Regions from separate parts of the Mus musculus genome. Here region 1 is linked to region 2. A link is a contact called in public HiChIP or PLAC-seq data. All regions are on one chromosome and are shown on one strand. The core of a region is the stretch at or near the end of the contact, and the rest is flanking DNA. Distances in the headings are between cores, read along the strand shown. Region 1 has its middle 30 kb from the start of Rgcc. Region 2 overlaps Vwa8 (von Willebrand factor A domain containing 8).

Region 1 (2,833 bases), core at 313-2,812, 190 kb after region 2:
GTCACCTCCTATAGCCAAACAGCACCCCTCAGTAGAAGGATAAGGACACCGGCTCACCCACAAAACTTTTGACCCAAAATTTGTCCTGTCTAAAAGAAATAAAGGGGCAAACATGGAGCCAAGGCTGGAGGAATGGCCAACCAATAACCAGACCCATCTCATGGGCAAGCACTAATCCCTGACACTATTAATAATACTCTGTTACGCTTGCAGACAGGAGCTTAGCATAACTGTCCTCTGAGAGGCTCTACCCAGCAGCGGACTGAAACAAATGCAGATACCCACAGCCAAACATTGGACAGAGGTCAGGGACTCTTATGGAAGAGCTGAGGAAAGGACTGAAGGCCCTGAAGGGGGTAGGAACTCCCCAGCATCAACTAACCTGTTGGTCTTCCCTGTCAGTCATCTTAACCTGTTGGTAAATACTGAGAGCTCTCAGAGACTGACCCACCAACCAAAGAGCTATATGGGGTGGTCTGAGGCTCCCCACATTAATGTACCAATTAAATGCTGCTCAGTTTCCATGTGGGTTCCCCCAAAACTGGAGCTGGGCTGTCCGTAAAGCTGTTGTCTAACTGTGGAATCTGTTCCCCAACAGGGCTGCCCTGGCTAGCCTCAGTGGCTAAGCCTAATTTTGCAGAGCCTTGATGTGCCAGGGTTGGAGGGATACCCACGGGGCTCCACTCTCTCAGAGGAAAAGGGGATGGGATATAGGGAGAGACTTTGTGAGGGAAGACTGGAAGGGGACAGCATTTGGGATATAAATAAATAAATAATGTTTTAAAAAAGAATATAGGTATGTACATATACACATATACATATAACAACAGTTAATACCTTTGGCTATGGATTTGAAAGACAGCAAGAAGAGTTATATGGGAGGGTTTGGAAGAAAGAAATGGAAGAGGGAAATGATGTAATAATTTCAAAAAATAAGAATAACTAGATAAAACCTACAAAATAGAAGAAAAGCAATGGCACAATAAAAAAGAAAATATCTGCCAGTGGGTGATGCAGATACTATTAATAACTTTTATTTAGCTTTGTTTCTTTTACTTGAAACAAAATTCTTTATATCTATTTTCCTAACTATCAAAAATAATTTCAACCCACTTCAGTTAGGATGGAAGAAGAGGAAGAAATACAGCATTTACTCATTCAACAAGCATTTTCACACTACATATAGGGACGTACCAGGAGTGTAAAAATGAATGCTAGAGTTCACAGCCACAAAGATCTCACTGTGCTACACTGACTTACTTTATCGATGACATGCAATTAACATACAGCCCGATCCTCGACTGCTGTGACATAGGACTGTTGTGAAAATGTGCACAAAGGACTGGCCGCTGTACTAGCTGCACAAAAGATACCTGATGAATGCTGGGTATTATTTTTGTGACGGGTGGTAAAACAGTAAATAGATATAAAAACTGCATGTTACTAGAATACAACAGGCAATGTTTCTGGGAGGAGGAAATGCCTGCGGATGCACCGCAGACAGGAAGCGCGCGCGGGGGTAGGGGTGGGGCGGGGCGGGGGGTGGGGCGGGGAGCACAGCAGAAGGAAAGCATGCCCTGCGTAGAGATAAAGAGATTCTGACTGACAGTCTCCATCAGGAGAGTGGAGCTGGTACTTAGAACTGGCAAGGTGGCTCAGCAGGTACAAGCACTTGGTACACAAACCTGACAACATGACCTTGATCCCTGGAACCCACGGTGGGAGGAGAGAAACAGTACCCAAAAGTCCTCTGACTTCCACACAAGCACTGTGGCACGAGTGTGCCTGCTTTCTCCTCCCTCCCTCCCTGGCCCCCGAGTCTCTCTGCTTCTTTGTCTCGGTCCTTGTTTGTCTCTCACACACATAAATAAAAATCGTAAGGTATTAGTATTTATTCATCAGTTATGTGTTAGTCACTACATTCATGTACACACTCATGTACACACACACACACACACACACAGATCTGAGGTAGAAATTATAACTCCCATTTGACAGGATAACTAAGTCTTAGCAAGGCTAAGCAAATTATTCAGCACTGGGTGCTGCATGGGACAACTATGAGACCAGGAAAGGAAAGTGACGGGACAGGCCAACGATCTGAAAAACCCAAGCTATTGAAGTCTCAAACACTTGGCACTGAGTTGTTCTGTCAGAAGTGGCCCTGCGGGGCACAGGCAGGGAGACCCGGAACCTGCAGCATCAGTAAGCAGCTAACCCTCCTGCAATTGCTCTGGCTACCCATGCGGGTCTGGGCCAGAGCGGTAGCACCAGGAAGGAAGCATGCAGGCAGGAATGCCACACACCCTGGTTTCTGGTCTGGCTTTGCCATTAGCAGGCTTGGGTGAAATCCCAATTTCATGAATAGAACTGATTAGCTACTCTCTTATCAGAGTGACACAAATATATCCCAAAAACATGAGGGAGGAGAGGTTTGCTGTGGATCATGGTTTCACGGCCCTCAGTCCATCAAAGCAGAGAATATGGGTGGAGGAGCTCATGATGACAGACAGGCAGCAGAGGGGGTATTGTCTTCAAAGGGCCTACTGACTTAACTTCTGCCAACTCCTAAAGGCTCCTCGGCTTTTAAAATAGCACAAGCTGGGACCAGAACGCATACACATAAGCCTGTGGGGGACACTTCTGATTCAAACCATAGCACGCAATCCACAGCTCTCATTTCATACTGCAAATTCCATAATTTAGGATATATTCAGGGGCTGGAGATGGCTCAGCGGTTAAGAACACTGACTGCTCTTCCAGAGGTCCTCAGTTCAAATCCCAGCAACCACATGAAGGCTCACAACCACCTGTACAGCTACAGTGTACTCAT
Region 2 (3,134 bases), core at 243-2,742:
CTGGTCAGTTTGAAGAAGGATAGGGTGACGGAGTGGCCCCCCAACGGGTTTGTAACATGTTCTGATCCAGCCTTGAACTTATCGTGCCAGTCCATCACCGGGTAGCCTGCTGGTGGGAGACAAATCTCACCAGGCTCTTGTTTTAAGATACCAGGTTTTCTTTCAAGTCAGGAGGCTGAGGAAGAAGCAGTCATCTTGGAAGTTTACTGTCTTTATTACCTAGCCTGGTCCCTTGTCTGTGTGTCTGCCTTCTGGGGAGTCTGTCTAACTCCTAGTCTCTCCCTTCTACCGAAGGAGTGTTGCCCATGTTGATTGGTGCCAAGAAACAAGGCTTAATTTAGTACCCAAATAGCACAGTTCCCTCCCCTAAAGGGCTAAGCTGTGTGTAATAACCAGCCATGATAACTAGCATGCAATAATTAGTTAAGACTGAAGGCACTGTTTTTAATCACTTAGTTGGACTTTTAGTGATAGGAGCAGGGAGATCTGCCCTGCCAAGGACCTCAGGTCTCACTAACCTCTTCAGCTCTTCCTCACCTCTAAGCCCTCTGAACAAAATGGTTTGATCACAACTAATAATCATTCTTATTATTATCCTCAGACAACTGGTGCTAACTGGGATGGCCCAGGTGCAGCAGGACATAGGATTGAATGGCGATTCCAAGCAGTAGTCTACCACACAGCAGCGCTGGCCCCGCTCAAGTGGGCAGACATTACAGTAACATTCGTTTTTAAGATTCACAGGGGCTAGAAATGCTTCATTGTTAACAATGCTTGCTACTTACTCTTCCAGAGGACCTGAGTTCAGTTCCTAGCACCTGTGTCAGGTGACTCACAACCACTTGTAATTCCAGCTCCAGCGCCCCCTTCTGGCCTCTACAGGCACCTGCACACATGTGGTGGGGCAGAAGGTGAAAAATAAACTTTTTTCTTTAAACTTTACCATATAAAAACTCCTGTTCTTACTTCAGGTACTCATTATACATCTTTCCCCTGATAAAATGTCCTAGCCATGTTTTCCACCTGTATTTTGCCATAAACAGCAGTATCGCTCCCTGCCAGCACTCTATACAGGCAAGTGCTTAGAGGCCAAGACCTTCCTGGGTGGTGGGTGGTGGAGGAGCAGAGCAAGGCCACTGGGAAGGGAGGCCTCTGTGAGCAAACGGTGGGCAGGGGTCTAGACAGAGCAGGTGGAATCTCTTCCCCTGATCCAGCCTCATTGTCCTCTTTGGTTGTATCTGCCACTTATTAAGTAACAAAACAATCAGGTATTGTTGGTATTTTGATTCAAGCTCAAAATGTTACTTCCTAAAATCTCCTATAAGTTTTCACTTGTCGTCAGGATGTCCTCTGCACTGAGTGGCATTTCTTTGCTGTTATCAGGTGACAGCAGGTGTGTCTGAACAAAGCTCTCTGTCACTGAACACTGTAAAGGTTGCTGCCGTTTTTTACTGAAATTTTCACGAATGCATATACTATACGTGAGTCACACTCCTGCCGTCACTGCCCTTTCTCACCCACAGAGTGCATTTTATAAACGGCATGAAGCCAGAAGTGGGGGTTTTCAGCTAGCAAGCATGTGAGTTTTAAATCGCTGAATTCAGTACCTGTCCATTTAGGTTACTCTACCAGCACTCCAAATGATTGCTTTTTCTTGCCAGATTGGTTTATTTTCCTCCTTAGGCTAGCCACCCTTCAGCCTTACAACACTCAGGTTTATTGAGCACAGGGAATATCCTTTTAAAAAGATCATTGCGTCTCAGTTTATATAAGTCTACCAGCAGGAGCATTTATCACTCCCTAGGGGTGACTGTGAACCATGCAGGTCTGGCTGCCTGTTAAAATTTACGGCGTTTGTGACAGGCCGGGCGGGGAGCTACAGCTGAGCTCCTGCTCCGGTGACTGTCCCCTGGCTGCTGCGGCTGGGGTCACTGCCGTCAACAGGCACAGACAGAAAGGTCACTTCTCTGTTTTGTTCATGTTGAGAAACGCGTTAGATAATTATCTGTCTTTTGTTGTCTAAGAAGAATAGGCGCATGGGAGGGGTGTCCTTTCCTTTCCTTGAATTTTCCCCACTGGGCTCCCTAAAACAGAATGGCTGTGCACACAGTCCACACAAAGAGCACAGCACTCCAGAGATGACCCACCCATTGGTCAGGATCTGAGAGTCTTTGTTCTCAAGGAGATACCTCACCATAGGCCAGCCTTCCTCAGGGTCTGGAAAGCCTCCGTCCTTTAAACAACCATCCCAAAGGTTGTGTTCCGTGGAAAGTTACAACAATGTATACCTCACCTGTGGGTCGTGGGCATGGTTTCAACCCTGCACACACACACCAGCAGGGACAGGTTTGCCATGGATAAAGCACCCTGGATGGATGGGACTCTTGTCACAGGCAGTGGGGACAGCCTGCTGGGAGACTGCTGAGAAGCAAAAGCAGGTGCTGTATGGAAGCCAGGCTCACTTTTGGAAGGCCAGTCACATGGTGGCTCTTCTCCAATCCACATACTTGGAATTCATCCAGAATGCAGACTTTGCTGCTCTGACCTCACCTGATCCCTCTCACAGCCAGCAAGCTATCTTTACCTCTAAACAGACAGCCATGGGCTACAAACCCTCCAGTCAAAGGAACATACGGAGATTGTCGGAAATTCTTTTGAGATTGAAAATGTCTTTTAAGCCCAGTCTCTCTGAGGAGTTCTATAATGTCTGCATGTCTCTGAGACCCAAAGCCCCACCACACACACACACACACACACACACACACACACACACACACACACGACATAGTTCCTTGCCTGTTCCTTCAAAACCTCTTAAAATCATTATCTACGAGGCTGGCTAAGAATGCTTACTAATGAGGATGGAGAGATGGCTCCGTGATGAAGAAGAACACTGGCTGATCGTGCAGAAGCTCAGCTCCCAGCACCCGCATGGCAGCTCACAACCATCTGTAAGTCCAGTTCCAGGGCATCCGATGTCCTGGCCTTATTAAAAACTAAGTCCTGATCTGCCTGCCTTGGTTCTACTTCCAGACCTCCATCCTCTTGCCTCCCCTGATGACTTTATCCCAGCCTCCGTGAGCTGGATTCAGTGGGCTTGAGTTTCTCTTCTTCTGGCCCTGTGCTGCACCCAA

What was found. HiChIP or PLAC-seq counts read pairs in DNA pulled down with a chosen protein or histone mark.
Region 1: a contact with region 2 is called in an H3K27ac HiChIP or PLAC-seq map of thymic regulatory T cells, with 5 times the contacts expected there. The contact joins two enhancer-like sites. A contact is called at or near these places in 3 of 15 datasets of contacts at CTCF or cohesin (the NIH/3T3 cell line, pro-B cells and stem cell-derived epiblast-like cells), 19 of 484 Hi-C or Micro-C datasets (the 3T3-L1 cell line, DN2 thymocytes, arterial endothelial cells and 10 more), 19 of 115 datasets of contacts at active chromatin or transcription factors (PVALB interneurons, T-cell acute lymphoblastic leukemia, bone marrow-derived macrophages and 10 more) and 4 of 9 other capture datasets (adipose tissue, embryonic stem cells, liver and 1 more).

Annotation. Positions count from the first base shown.
Region 1 is chr14:79,329,874-79,332,706 of GRCm38.p6, forward strand. No RefSeq gene overlaps it. Among named protein-coding and RNA genes, the nearest start is that of Rgcc, 30 kb to the left of the region's middle. Within about 2 kb of position 1,563, at least 100 of the 459 cell types and tissues checked have an H3K27ac peak or open chromatin away from gene starts, as enhancers often do. A contact at or near this core is called in adipose tissue, thymic regulatory T cells and trophoblast stem cells, where this site is marked.
Region 2 is chr14:79,138,594-79,141,727 of GRCm38.p6, forward strand. All of the region lies in intron 37 of Vwa8 (von Willebrand factor A domain containing 8), which reads left to right. Among named protein-coding and RNA genes, the nearest start is that of Gm30970, 4.9 kb to the left of the region's middle. Within about 2 kb of position 1,493, at least 71 of the 459 cell types and tissues checked have an H3K27ac peak or open chromatin away from gene starts, as enhancers often do. A contact at or near this core is called in adipose tissue, thymic regulatory T cells and trophoblast stem cells, where this site is marked.